3 separate regions of the Mus musculus genome follow, and all the other regions are linked to region 1. A link is a contact called in public Hi-C and HiChIP or PLAC-seq data. All regions are on one chromosome and are shown on one strand. Each heading gives the region's core, a stretch centred on a gene start, on an enhancer-like site or on the middle of the called end of the contact. The rest is flanking DNA. Distances are from core to core; before and after follow the strand shown. Region 1 holds the start of Tmem230 (transmembrane protein 230). Region 2 overlaps Rassf2 (Ras association (RalGDS/AF-6) domain family member 2). Region 3 has its middle 13 kb from the start of Gm31179.

What was found. A called contact is a pair of places that touch in the nucleus more often than the background predicts. HiChIP or PLAC-seq counts read pairs in DNA pulled down with a chosen protein or histone mark.
Region 2: an H3K4me3 HiChIP or PLAC-seq map of microglia shows a contact between it and region 1, with 7 times the contacts expected there. The contact joins the enhancer-like site here to the promoter of Tmem230 in region 1. A contact is called at or near these places in 7 of 39 promoter capture datasets (the C10 cell line, cranial neural crest, embryonic stem cells and 4 more), 1 of 15 datasets of contacts at CTCF or cohesin (the NIH/3T3 cell line), 16 of 484 Hi-C or Micro-C datasets (B cells, CD8 T cells, the CH12 cell line and 11 more), 22 of 115 datasets of contacts at active chromatin or transcription factors (the 230-238 cell line, the NIH/3T3 cell line, acute myeloid leukemia and 16 more) and 4 of 9 other capture datasets (adipose tissue, liver, macrophages and 1 more).
Region 3: a contact with region 1 is called in a Hi-C map of B cells, with 17 read pairs. The contact joins the enhancer-like site here to the promoter of Tmem230 in region 1. A contact is called at or near these places in 10 of 39 promoter capture datasets (the C10 cell line, the HPC-7 cell line, cranial neural crest and 7 more), 8 of 484 Hi-C or Micro-C datasets (B cells, the C2C12 cell line, CD4 T cells and 5 more), 5 of 115 datasets of contacts at active chromatin or transcription factors (embryonic stem cells, extraembryonic endoderm stem cells, forebrain and 2 more) and 3 of 9 other capture datasets (adipose tissue, liver and macrophages).

The regions. Positions count from the first base shown.
Region 1 is chr2:132,246,003-132,250,180 of GRCm38.p6, forward strand. Tmem230 (transmembrane protein 230) reads right to left here and starts at 1,786. Exons shown (of 4, transcript NM_027478.3): 1 at 1,571-1,786; 2 at 1-72. The coding sequence starts at 52. Pcna (proliferating cell nuclear antigen) reads right to left here. Exons shown (of 6, transcript NM_011045.2): 5 at 3,772-3,895; 6 at 3,284-3,693. The coding sequence ends at 3,614.
Region 2 is chr2:132,006,015-132,010,192 of GRCm38.p6, forward strand. Rassf2 (Ras association (RalGDS/AF-6) domain family member 2) reads right to left here. Exons shown (of 11, transcript NM_175445.4): 3 at 3,672-3,747; 4 at 1,352-1,503. Among named protein-coding and RNA genes, the nearest start is that of Rassf2, 22 kb to the right of the region's middle. Within about 2 kb of position 2,452, at least 53 of the 459 cell types and tissues checked have an H3K27ac peak or open chromatin away from gene starts, as enhancers often do. A contact at or near this core is called in B cells, the NIH/3T3 cell line, embryonic fibroblasts and 3 more, where this site is marked.
Region 3 is chr2:132,041,412-132,045,589 of GRCm38.p6, forward strand. No RefSeq gene overlaps it. Among named protein-coding and RNA genes, the nearest start is that of Gm31179, 13 kb to the left of the region's middle. Within about 2 kb of position 1,845, at least 112 of the 459 cell types and tissues checked have an H3K27ac peak or open chromatin away from gene starts, as enhancers often do. A contact at or near this core is called in Sertoli cells, adipose tissue, brown adipocytes and 1 more, where this site is marked.

The sequences.
Region 1 (4,178 bases), core at 536-3,035:
TGACTTTACTGCTGGGGAGTCCAGTTGCCAGGTTGGTACGAGACGGCATCATAACAGAGTAACACAGCTAGTCTGAAAGGGAAAGACTTGTTGTCTGCAGCAGTCCCAGTACAGCCCAGGAAAGGATGTCAGATACTGTTCCGAGCTGCTGTGCCACATGCTACCCATGGTAGCTTAGGCGTTTCACTGCTTACGGTGACCCGACACTTCTTGTACACACTAAGCATGCTTCCTTTATGGATCTAGGTTGACTTCACAGAAAGACACCAAAGGCACTTCACCAAGAATCAGGCTCTGTTCAATCTGCTACCGATGTTTCTGGCCTAATTTTCTAAAGTCCAATGTTCACATTTTCAACCCCTCCCTTACAGTACTGCCTACCCCTTAACTTTCCTCAGGAGCATAAATTCACATAACTTTTTTGTCTGCCATGAAAGGAGGAGGAGGAGGATAAGGAATGACACACACATCAGCATCGTGTCTACTTCTAGGTGTGGTACGGTTCTATGTACAAATTCTTATCCATGTGGGAAACGCCCTGGCTATCCATACCACACTAGACATCCACGGCCACCTGCCTCTCTGCTCCCATCCCAAGCATGAAACAAGTGAGTTTACATTCCACATCATGTAGCTCCTGAAAAAACGGATCTAAAAATCCGTTTTACTCAAACTATTCAAAGCAGACAGACATAATAAAAATCATAACTACTGAATTATTTGAGAGTAGGTAAAATTTAAAAGCAATGACGTTTAAATCTTAAAAGTTTGAAATTTAAGCTCAGTACTTCAGTAGGTTACTCTAATCCCAACTACTTGGGAAGAAAGGTGTGGATATACGAAGTTGGAGGCCAGTCTGGGCAACATAGGAAGACCAGACACTCTCCCCTACCATAAATGAAATGTGTGGATTCTTTATAAAGTCATACAATTATGTAAACAAAACAGACTATTTTATTTGCAATGGCATTTGAATTCTAAACGCAAAAAGTCCATCTTTAAGAAGAAAACTAAGTGGCCTTCACTGGTGTGATGTTTTGCACATAATCTCCACAATGGCATGTGATATTTTTTCGATCTTAATGAGCTGCCAGACACTGGTATTACAGTCGACCTTAAGTAACTAGCATGCAAAAAACTGGTGTCAAGTGTTTCTGCGTTTTGGTTAATTACATCCTAGTTCAGAAGTACTAAAAAGGAGCAACGGGAATCCATTTACATTTCTAAACCTTAGGTACTAGGTTTTTGATGTTGCCATCCCATAACATGTTTAATTCCTCATATCTAAAAGTTGAAGCTACCAATAAGCAGGATTTTCGAAGCATTAAACCATGCCTGATTTGTATTACAAGTTATAAAGTTATGTACTTTCCACTTATAAACTCGCACCAAAACAAAAACGTTGCAGCACGACAACGAAATGGGAAGATTTGTTTTTCTTAGCAAGGGATTCTAGAGTGGCGTTATCACATAGTAAATGACAACTTAAAAAACTATCAGCCCAAGTTTCTGCTACACTTTTTACCGGCCCCACCACGATTTCTGCCCACCCTCCCGGGCCCACAAGGACCTAAGCGTGGCGCTGTGGACAACCTCTCGTCGCCCTCCGCCGCCGCCAACGTGAACTAACTGTCTCCGGGAAGCAGCCTCGGTGGCAGGGCCAGGTCTCGCGGCTGGCTTCCGGGAGCGCGCGCCCGCCCCCTACCCGCGCTGCGCTCCCCGTTCTCCGTTAGGCGCGCTCGCAAGGCTCGCTCAACAGCCAAGCGGAAGGGGCGGTCTTAAGGACAGCCCAGCGGAAGTGACGTGGCGGATAGAGGCGCACCGGAAGTGCTGTCACCAGGAAATCGTGTCATCGAATCTTGCTTCCAGGGCACATGGCTGGAGGGCTTCATTGCTGTCTTGTTTTATGTTTGGTAGCGTTTCTTTACGTAGCGCAGGCTGTCCTGGAACTCAGGATGCTGATTAGGCTGGCCTCGAACATAAGGTTTGCCTGGGACAAATGGCGAATGCCACCATGCTCAACCGGGTAGCGGCTTGCTTTTGCCCTGGTGACCAGGACCTGCTACCTCCATAGGGTGGGCGGGCGCGTACTTAGGGTCTCACCCACCAGGATCGAGTTCACAGCAAAACTGTTGAGGTTCCAGTCCTGACCCCATGGCCACATCGGTGCACAGCAGAGTCCTGGGTATCCAGAGGGGTGGACAAGGGATACCCACCAGGAATCTTGCCCTGTCCTAAACACCCCTATGCTGACACTGGTCACCACTCACTAATTAGCGTTCTCACAGCCCCAAAATCTTGTTATTACTACCTGATTATTAAACACTACCCAGGTAAGTGTCCTACCTACCAGACACAGCTGAGTTCTAACATTCATCCTCATGAAAGTGACGTCTTGATAAAGCATTCCCACCACTCCAGAGTTCTCTGAGAGCAGTATTTGCAGGCTACTTCCTTCTGCACTTAATTGGCTCAAAGTATTGAACAGTTGTAGCTACTAGGCATGAGCTCTAACCAACAACCTCCCAGAACAAAGCTGTATTGTCTACATACTGTCAAACATGAAATACAAAGGAAAAATATCTTGGGGTCCACAGATAGAGCTTAGTATTTAAAGGCCTTCAAATGTGGCCTCCCGGAACAGAGCAAACAGGCTCTATACTAGCCATGGTTTGAGATCCTGCTGAAATATAGCAAGAACTGAAAATGGTTCCCCACACCAAACCAGGTTAACACACGCATGCTCACTCATACCTGCAAAAGACACACACACATAAAAACTGAGAGGGGAGGTAGGATAATTTGTCACCAAGCTTGAAGAACTTCATTCAACCCCTGGAAGCCAGGGTGCTGGGGTATACCAATTCCTATAAAATTGTCCTGACCCCCACATGAGCCTCACACATACACAATAAATATACTCAAATATTCTTTAGTTTTATGTAGCATATCATGATCAAAACCACAGGGCCTTTTTAACCCTTCTTGGATCAAGTAGCCACGAAGTTTGGGCCTTTGCTTCACTCAAGATGGACTGTATGTAGTCCTGGTTGGCCTAGGGAGAGATTTATCCACCCCACCCCCTGCACTGCCATTAAAGTTGTATTTTAAAAGAGCTACATCCCAAACAAGGCTACCAGAAAACTTTGCACAACGTAATTACATAAACTCAAGAGAAACATTTTTTTATTGCTATCTCCACGATGGAAGAGAGAACAAAAGCCCATTTACCTAACAGGGTATAACTATTCAGTAGCCATGGTACAAAGGCGGCACTGCTCTATGACTTTTCAAATTGTTAACTTTATTTAAATTGAACAATATTTCTTAAAACTGCATTTAGCGTCAAGATCATTGATGAAAATCACCAGTATTTGTAAAGCAGAAACATTCATGTTAACAAAACTAGTTTTTACTTTGGAGCTTATTCTTTAAGCAAATTATGGAGAATGGAGAGAAAAGAAAGTAGGTTATTTACAGAAGATATCTACATATTTTATTTTAATATTTAAGAATACTCAGGTACAAACTTGGTGACAGAAAAGACCTCAGGACACGCTGGCATCTCAGGAGCAATCTTCAAAGGTTTAGTTTTCTCAATTTCTAGCAATGCCTAAGATGCTTCCTCATCTTCAATCTTGGGAGCCAAATAATACTTTAAGTGTCCCATGTCAGCAATTTTATACTCTACAACTGAAAGACAGGAAAAATTAAACCACCGAATACTATAAATACCACATTACAAAACAATGTTCAAACTTATCATCTTACCAAGGGGCACATCTGCAGACATACTGAGTGTTACTGTAGGAGACAGTGGAGTGGCTTTTGTGAAAAAGTTCAGGTACCTCAGAGCAAACGTTAGGTGAACAGGCTCATTCATCTCTATGGTTACCTAGAGGAGAAAACAGGCTCACTGTAGACATCAGAAACTCACACTATTAGATCACGGTATTATACCACAAAGCAAAACAAATAGTTATCATTTTGGAAGGGTTGATGAAAACCTTGACTAAAGAAGAAAAAAGTCTAGCTTGCCCATCCTGTAGAGCCACACCCCAAGCAATCAAAACAAAGGAGAAAGTTGTTCCTATTCAGATTGTACATACTTCTCTTGCAAAGAATGCATGAAGAGAGGAAGATAACACATAACCACTTCCAAAAACAAGAACCAACAG
Region 2 (4,178 bases), core at 1,202-3,701, 240 kb before region 1:
AAGAGGGGAGGGGCTCCCTAAGGCATACATTCTTAGAATAATGGCTTTAAGGAAAGAAAAGTAAAATTGACAAACTGGAAGAATTTTCCCTCATAACTGTCTAAGCCTCAGTCTGTGCCCTTCCGAGAAATGCAGGCACTGGGTCCAGGTGGCACCCCATCGCCACTGTCCAACGCGGAAACTGGTCTGAGCATCTCAAACACACTCCTGCGGGCAACATTTAAGTTTGGCTGGCATTTGGGACATGCTTCTGAAAGCCCTTAAAATATTTACAGGCTTCAGGGACCAGGTTGTCACTGGAGAACGCAGAAAAACCTGGAGTGCAGACGGAAGGACCCCTAGGCATCACAGGAAAATGGGATCTTTAAAATCATCTCACTTGGAGAACAGAATGTAACAATCTAGAGGTCAAAGCTGGGCACGGACAGGATCTGGCCCACCGGAACTGTGAATGTGCTGAGAGCAAGCCCAAGAGCCCTGACCAGGCTTCCCCGTGCCCAGTGGGCAGGGCAACAACTTCCCTCCTTAGTCCCAAGGTTGGTTCCAGGATTTGGCTCTTCTGTGGATATTTCTCAACTTAGGACACTGATCCACTTGGCCGTGGAATGTAACAACATTCCAGGCAGCCAGCAGGGAAGGAGGGCTCAGTTCCCCTTTAAACTTGAAAGCACGTCATTGTGGTTTTGGCTGAGTGGCCAGCACACTCCACCCAGGCTCTGGCCCGAATGCCGCCCACCTCAGCAAGTTTCGAGGGGAACAAGGCTAGTTAGTCACTTGATCTCAAGACTGAAGTCCCAGAGAGAACAAGAAGATCGGCCCCGTGCCAGCATCCAGCTTCTCATTCAGTCACAGAAGGTGGGAGAGCAGACATGCTGCTGTTCGCTGACCTTGCAATGAGGTTCAATAGAGGACCTCCTAGACTCCTGCCTCCTGCCATGACCTGTTCCAGGTGTACAGAAGCTCGCTGGCTGACCTCACTCGGCTGGCTCAGACAGAACATTCCTTTCTCTTCTACTAGGTTCCACCAAGAGGGAGAGAGCTTTGATCAGTGAGTTCAAATCCTAGATGTCCCTGGAGCAGGACCATTCAAGTTGGGAGGATGTGTGTGTTGGCACCCTGTCGGAAGCCTCAGGCTTGGCTAGGGCTCCTGGAGGGAGGGCCCTCTGCTGCCCATTACCCTGTACTCCCCATTGCTGACTCAGAACCACCCCTCTTCACTCTGTGCCTGTGGAGTCAGGCAGGTGAGAGGTCCCTTTGTCCCCATCCCAAACCTGTGGCAGATAGCAGTTGGGGTGCTGGGAACTGGACCAGCAGCCCCCAGATACCCTCAAATTCATCTCCCTTCACTCACCCCTGTGCGCCCAGGTTACAGCCGGAGTGCCAGGAGGAGGAGGATGGAGGAGGACGGATGCGTTCGTGGTCATCCTGCATCTGCAGCCGAATGGGCCTGCGCAGCCCCCAGGAGATGTTCAGTAACCCCTCCACAATGAACTCGTCTTCCTCCTGCCATGAAACAACCGAGGGTGCTGAGCCCAGAGTGGATCCATAGGATGCGAGGGAGGGAGGGAGCAGTGAGCAAATCCTAGCTCTGAGGCACGCTCTGCTGGGAAGTTCCAGCTCCTCACAGATGACCTCAAAGGTCAACAGCACAAGGTTCTCAGCAGCATGTGGGAGATCCCCAGCAAGACCCTGTTTCTTTAAAACTGAGACACACGTGGGCAATTCATCAAACCGTTTTTATTGCCTTCATCTTAATGACTTTAAGGAAATCAGAGTACAATAAGAGGTGTGATAGCTCCTATCTATAGTGTCAGGACTCAGGAAGTGGAGGCAGGAGGATTGCCAACAGTTCCAGGCCAGGATGAGCTTCAGAATGAGCACATGACCAAAATCAACAAGGAAGGAAGGAAGGAAGGAAGGAAGGAAGGAAAGGAAAGGAAAGGAAAGGAAAGGAAAGGAAAGGAAAGGAAAGGAAAGGAAAGGAAAGGAAAGGAAAGGAAAGGAAAGGAAAGGAAAGGATAGAGGGAGAGAGGTGAGGGAGGGAGGGAGGAAGGAAAGGAAGGAAAGAAAGGAAGGAGAGAGGAAAACAATTAAGATGGAAGGAAGGAGAGAGAAACAGAGAGAGGGTCAGAACCTCTCTTAAAATAACAGAGACTGGCCTAATTAGAAGCAAGGACAAAACCCTAGAACTGGCTGTTTCCCCTTGCGTTTAGCAATCTGACCTGACTTTGGGTAACAGAGATTCAAAGCTTCCCCCAAGTTTACTTACAGAGCACGTTCCTAGAGCAGAAGTGTTGCCTTAAAAGGTGTCAAGTGTCTGCTAGCTGCAAGCCACAGTCCTCATCTAATTATTTTTTAAAGAAGAACTAACTCCCCCAGTGTTTTTCATAATCTAACACACCACTACACCTCCCAAGAGGCGAATAAATCCTTCAGGAATTCCAAAGTTATACTCAGAGGTTGCTGACTAACAAGAAGTTCAACATAAAACCCTCCCAGATGCAGCCCCTCCAATCCTATTTTGACTGTGAGGTCTCAGAGAGTTGACGACAGGATTGTTCTAGTTTGTTTACAAGATGTTCCCGCAGGCTACATGCTAAAGGTTTGCTCCCCTGCTTGTGGAAACCTTAGGAAGGAGGGCCTAGCTGGAAGAAGTGGGCCACCCGGTCTCTAGTACCTTCCTGTGTGTCTCTACTTCCTACCTACCATGAGGTAAAGAACTCCCACCACCAGCATCTTCTGCCTGGGCACAAAAAGCCAAGTGTCCACAGGCCAAGCCCTCTGACACTGTGAGCTCAAACAAATCCTCTCTCCTTTTAAGTTGTCTGTCAGGCTGTGTGTTCATAGCTGCACAAAGTAAGCCAAAGACAGAAGCAGGACAGCTATGCCAGGTCCTGGTTCTTGCTCACAGCCCAGCCACCAGTTAAGGACCAGGCTCCTCTCCCTTCTGAACCCAAGCTTTCACGGGTGTCAGAGAAGGATCATGAAGATCTTCAGGATGCCTGTTTAATGGTCAACAACTGGCCTGGGCCAAAGGATCCACTCTGTGAAGAGGGTAATACAAAACAAGATGGGAGAGGAATACAACGACGTTAAAGCATTTCGGTGGTCTTAAGGAGAAAGGCTTTATGCAGGCAGGGCTGTTTCTATGGTTTCCAGATGGCCAGGGCTGGCGTTGCTCCTTGATATTGTCCAATTGCAGGATGGAATTTAACCCACAATAGGACTGAGATGGAGGAAGGTCACTGCACCTTATATTCTATTCCCCAAAGGCCTACCTCTCTTTCTATAAACTAAAATTCACTACCTGATCTCTCTTTCTATGAACTAAACCACAAGGGACTGATCCCCTGGAAATGTATTCTAGCTAACCAAGAACACTTGAGCCTAAGTCATTCTAATAAGCTTCTTCATAGTTTACAGAAACAGATATAGGATGAGTGAACTTGGCTTTGAGATGGAGCCTGGGCAATATCTGCTATAGCGATATCTCTAGAACAGAACACCCATCCTTTCTGGATCAAAACTGGAACAGAGAAACCTTCCAAAGAACCTGAAGGACATCATCTATCACCGTCCTAATACTAGGGTCATCTCCCATTGCAGGAGGGATGATTAAGAGTCTGGGCCCTTCCAGGGAGGCCTCCATACCTCCTTTGGGAATGCCTTACCTCTCGGTGTCGGAGTTGCAGGTTTTGACCTTCATAGTACAAGTTGTAGGTCTTCAGATGTAGGAGAAGTTCACTCCTTGGAAGAGAAATACATTGCCAGCTGAAGCCACCACAGAGCAATCATTCCCTCTCTTGTTTACCCTATACCTGGCCTCAGTGGTCCTTTGAGTGTGTATATTTAATTCACATGTGTGTGCACACATGAATACCCACATGTAGATACCCAGGCACACATGCATGCAGAGTTCTGAACCAATCACCTTATCAACACCTTTCTACAGTATCAAGGTCAGCTGGGCAGTAGTAGCTGGGCGCACGCCTTTAATCCCAGCACTTGGGAGGCAGAGGCAGGCGGATTTCTGAGTTCGAGGCCAGCCTGGTCTACAGAGTGAGTTCCAGGGCAGCCAGCGCTATACAGAAAAACTCTGTATCAAAAAACAAAAAAACAACAACAACAAAAAAATCAAGGTCAAGACAAACATTAGGTAGTAGCCTGGGAATATCATG
Region 3 (4,178 bases), core at 595-3,094, 200 kb before region 1:
AGAGCCCACAGTGAGCACTGCTGTACCCCTGTTAAGGCAACTATTAGATTTGTGGTTCAAAGAATAAAACATGGATTTTACAAACCATTGTACCGACAAACTAAAATGCCAACGATGAACTTGGCATAAGCAGGGAGTGAAAGGTCCATGCAGAATAAATGGCCCAGCTCCGAGAGCTGGCAGTTGGTTTGAAGTAATGGGAGAGACTGCTAGAGAGCTTCAGCAGGGACAGCAGCATTGTCTCAGGGCTTCAGTAGAGCTGTGTTGGATGAAAAACAAACACTAACTATGGTGTGCTAAACTGCCTTGGACGGAGATTCGTCTCGTGTGTAGCTCTCACGCTGTCCTCACAGAGAAATAAAACAATCAAATGAATAATAGCAGCAGCCAAACACAAGTAAGTGATGGAGAAAAAAGAGGAAGTCAGCTTGTTTGGTCATCACAGATGGAGGAGTGAAACACAGCTGTGGGATTCGGGAATCCTGAGAACGTGGCCAGAGACCTTCCGTCTAAGGTCATCTCAGAAGGGAGCCTTTCGACAATAAGATCCTCGAATTTAGACCAGTGAGGGGTCTCATCAGTAGTAAGAGACCTTGCAGCATGGAGCTGTCTTGATGCATGTCTGAGCTGCATGATGGAGCATCCTCAGCCATGGTAGAACCAGGTAGCTTCTAAAGCTTCAGGAAGCACTAAAGGAATAGGCATACTTACCCCTGAGAAAAGCCTAAACGCGGGAAACCTGGGGACCCCATGTGTGCCCTACAGTCAGGGTGAGAGGAACATAGACGATACCTGGGCCATTCTGGGGATCGCGTGGAAAGTGGGATATCTTGGTAGGGACTGTGGGGGAAGGAGGCTGAACCTACAGCAAGCATGCCATCCACTCAGACCAGAAGCCCCTTCTCATCCCGATGGCTAAGATATGACATAGTCCCATCACCACCATTAGGGTGTGGCCAACAGAGGCATTGCAGAACTAACCTAAACAGCCAGGTTTGCCTGAATTCTATCATCACGGTTTTTGTTACCAGCTGCACAGAGTTTCAAAGAAGAGAATAAATTATGATTTTTAAGTGTTGTTTGTAGCACACCAGAATATTTAACATGGAAATTCAATGTAAGTGTGTTGACGCTTTCCTGATTTGAATCTGTGGACAGCAGGTGTATCAGCTTTCACCTGGGCATCGTGATGAACTCAGAACCAGAGCTGGGAAGGAAGACCAGGCGTTCAAGACCAGCCTCAGCTCTGTAGTAAGTTTAAAGCCAGCCTAACTACATGGAACACTCTTATAAACAAACAAGAAACAAAAAACTCAGAACGAGCCTCCAGCATTTGTTGAACTACTGTAAGATGAACAAGTATTCCTCAGGTTGAAGATGGCGCCCATCTCCACCATTTTCAGTGCCAGGCACTACGTGGAAGTGTCCAGAAAGAAAGAACAATAAGCTGTATAAGGGGCAACCTTATGGAACTGCTCACATCTGGTTCCAGGCTTAAGAGGTGGCAGGAGCTCCTAAGATGGGGAGAAACATTCTGGACTGAGGCAAAGAGTAGCAAGTTCAAAAGGCATGAAGCCCCAGCTCAGTGGGAAAGCAGCGTGTGGTGCTGTGTGCCTGGAGCAGTGTGGAAATGAGAGGTGTTTTATGTTCCACTTATACGGCCAAGAGTCAGAACCCAAAGATGAAATGAGCTGCCTGTGTCCCATGGCGTTTCAGCAACACCAAGTATCTTTCCCTGTGTGTGAAGGAGTTCAGACTGAGGGCTGGCCAGGGAACATACACCACCTCCCTCTCACGTGGGGTTATAGAGAGGAGCCAGCTGCTGGGAGTTGCTTCCAAGGCATGCTTCCTGGGCCAAGAAACCTCAGGAAGACGCCAAACAGGGGCGGGCAGGACTGCACAACCAGCAGGAGAGAGTCCATGGGCTCTTTCCAGCCGACCCTGAGACGCTGAGCCTCTGCCAGAGCTGGCCCGGTCTCTGCAGTCGCAAAGCCAGCTCTCAGGGTTTCAGCACTGTGAGACCTTGACTGCTTTCCTCCCTGTCCCGGCCCTCCACCCTCCTCGGTACACGTGGAGATGAACTATCAGCATGTTCTTTCTCTCCCACGTTCAACCTAATCACTTCGCTATGGAGACTTTCCCAAGCTTTCCCACTGTGCCCTGATTGAGAACAGGCCTGAACTGTCCAGCCCTTCTAACAAGCTTAACCAATTCCTCTCCAGATCCTAGTTTCCAGGGAAGCCGGCTTCTGAAGCAGCTAAGTGAGTCTCCACAGAGAATGTATGTCCGGTCTGTGTGCTATGTTCTAAAGGAATGATAAGGTTGCACCCAGAAACACAGGGAGAAGGTCAGCTCAGAGGAGAAGGACAGAGGGGTGGGAGGAAGTCAGGTCACCTTTGTATCATGGGCCATGGTGAAGAGGTTGGGATTGCCTTCCTAACGAATGGGATGCCCTTTGAATTTACTATGAGCATAGACTACATAGTCTTGAGGTAGCAGTAGGTGTGGTCACACCCTTTGTGCATGTACAAGTTCTCTCTGGGTTAACAGACACCTGTGTGGGCACACATGCATTTGTGCACACATGGGTGTGCTTCTCATTGACTCTCTAATTATTATTTTGACGTAGGGTCTCTCTCCGAACCTGCAGCTCACTGATTCAGCTGGCCCGGCTGGTTGACCATCAGTCAGGTCCAGCCCTGGGATTACAGGTGTGTGCTGCCCTGCCCAGCTGTCCATATGGGTAACTGGCGATCTGAACTCGGGTCCTTATACTTGTGTAGCACACACTTTATCGACTAAGCCATAGCCCCAACCCCTTGGTAACGTCTTTAAGACCGGCAGGGAATTGAGGAAGAACTCTATGAAAGGAAGGCTATTTTCTCTGTGTGAAGTAGAAAGCCCAGGGCAGCTAGAGTTACACAGTTAGGAAAGGTGGACCCAAAGCAAGGAAAGTAAGGACAAGCCCGAACCCAAAGAGTCACATCAGGAAACACTGGCACCCGTGTCTTCTTTTCACATGCCAGGGAGTGGCTGGTGGGAGATGGCAGAGCCCAGATCGGGGAAAGAAGGGTGAGCTGCAGTCTGGTCACACACCAGTGATGCCATTCAGCTGCCCATCTTCCAAACATAACTGCAGCTGCTGCCATCTGAAGCTTCTTTCTAGAGCACACTCCCATTTCTCTCATGGCTAACCTGGACCTGAGTCCGTGTAGGGAAGGGAAATCTGGGAAATGCGTAGCTTAGACTGGGAGATGCAGTAGGAGCTCCCACAGAGTAGGATGCCAGAGTTGAGGCACAGTCTTTGATTCTGGTTGTTTTTCCCAAGACAAAGGCTCTTAGATAAACCTCCCAGCGCTTCTGGGGAAGGGCAGCATAGGGCATTTGCTTCTTTCCTTTCACTCACTCTTTTACATGACAAGTGTATTCATTGCCTTCTTTTTTTCATGCTCCGATCTCCACACTTAAATTCTAGAGTGCTTTGAATGTTATGGGGAGTGACCACCCACTTTCTGGATTGCAGGCCAGCTTCACAGGAGCAAATTCAAGCCTGGTACTGCAAATGTGGCCAAGAGCCCGTGCCTGGGGAGCACATAGGCACCCATGGTGAGCCTCTCACTATTGTTTGCTACACGCCCTAGCATCCGACTGATTCTACATACGTATCCATGTACCCACGGATCAATGCAGCTCTCTGTCCTCATCCGGGAAATGTTTCTGTGCTGTGCACAGTGGTCAAAGTGTAGACAACAAGCAGTCATGGAGTGTTCGGCCACAAGGCAGCGCCTCATGGCTCAGAGAACATTGAAGAAGGGTGATGGGAAGATTGTAAGAGCCAGAGAGGTCTGGAAGGGCTGTAGCTGATTAGTGTCTTCTGAACATGGCAAGGCCACACTGTACTCGGGAACTAAAGAGCAGCTCTAGCTGACTGCACAAAACCTGCATAAGATCAAGCCAGTTTGCAATCCAGCTCTGGCCTCTGGGACCTGGGGAGTCTTCTCTTAAGAAACTATGATTCGGGCTGGAGAGATGGCTCAGTGGTTAAGAGCACTGACTGTTCTTCTAGAGGTCCTGAGTTCAATTCCCAGCAACCACCTGGTGGCTCACAATCATCTGTAATGGGATCCAATGCCTTTTGCTGGTGTATCTGAAGACAGCTACAGTGTACTCATATATAT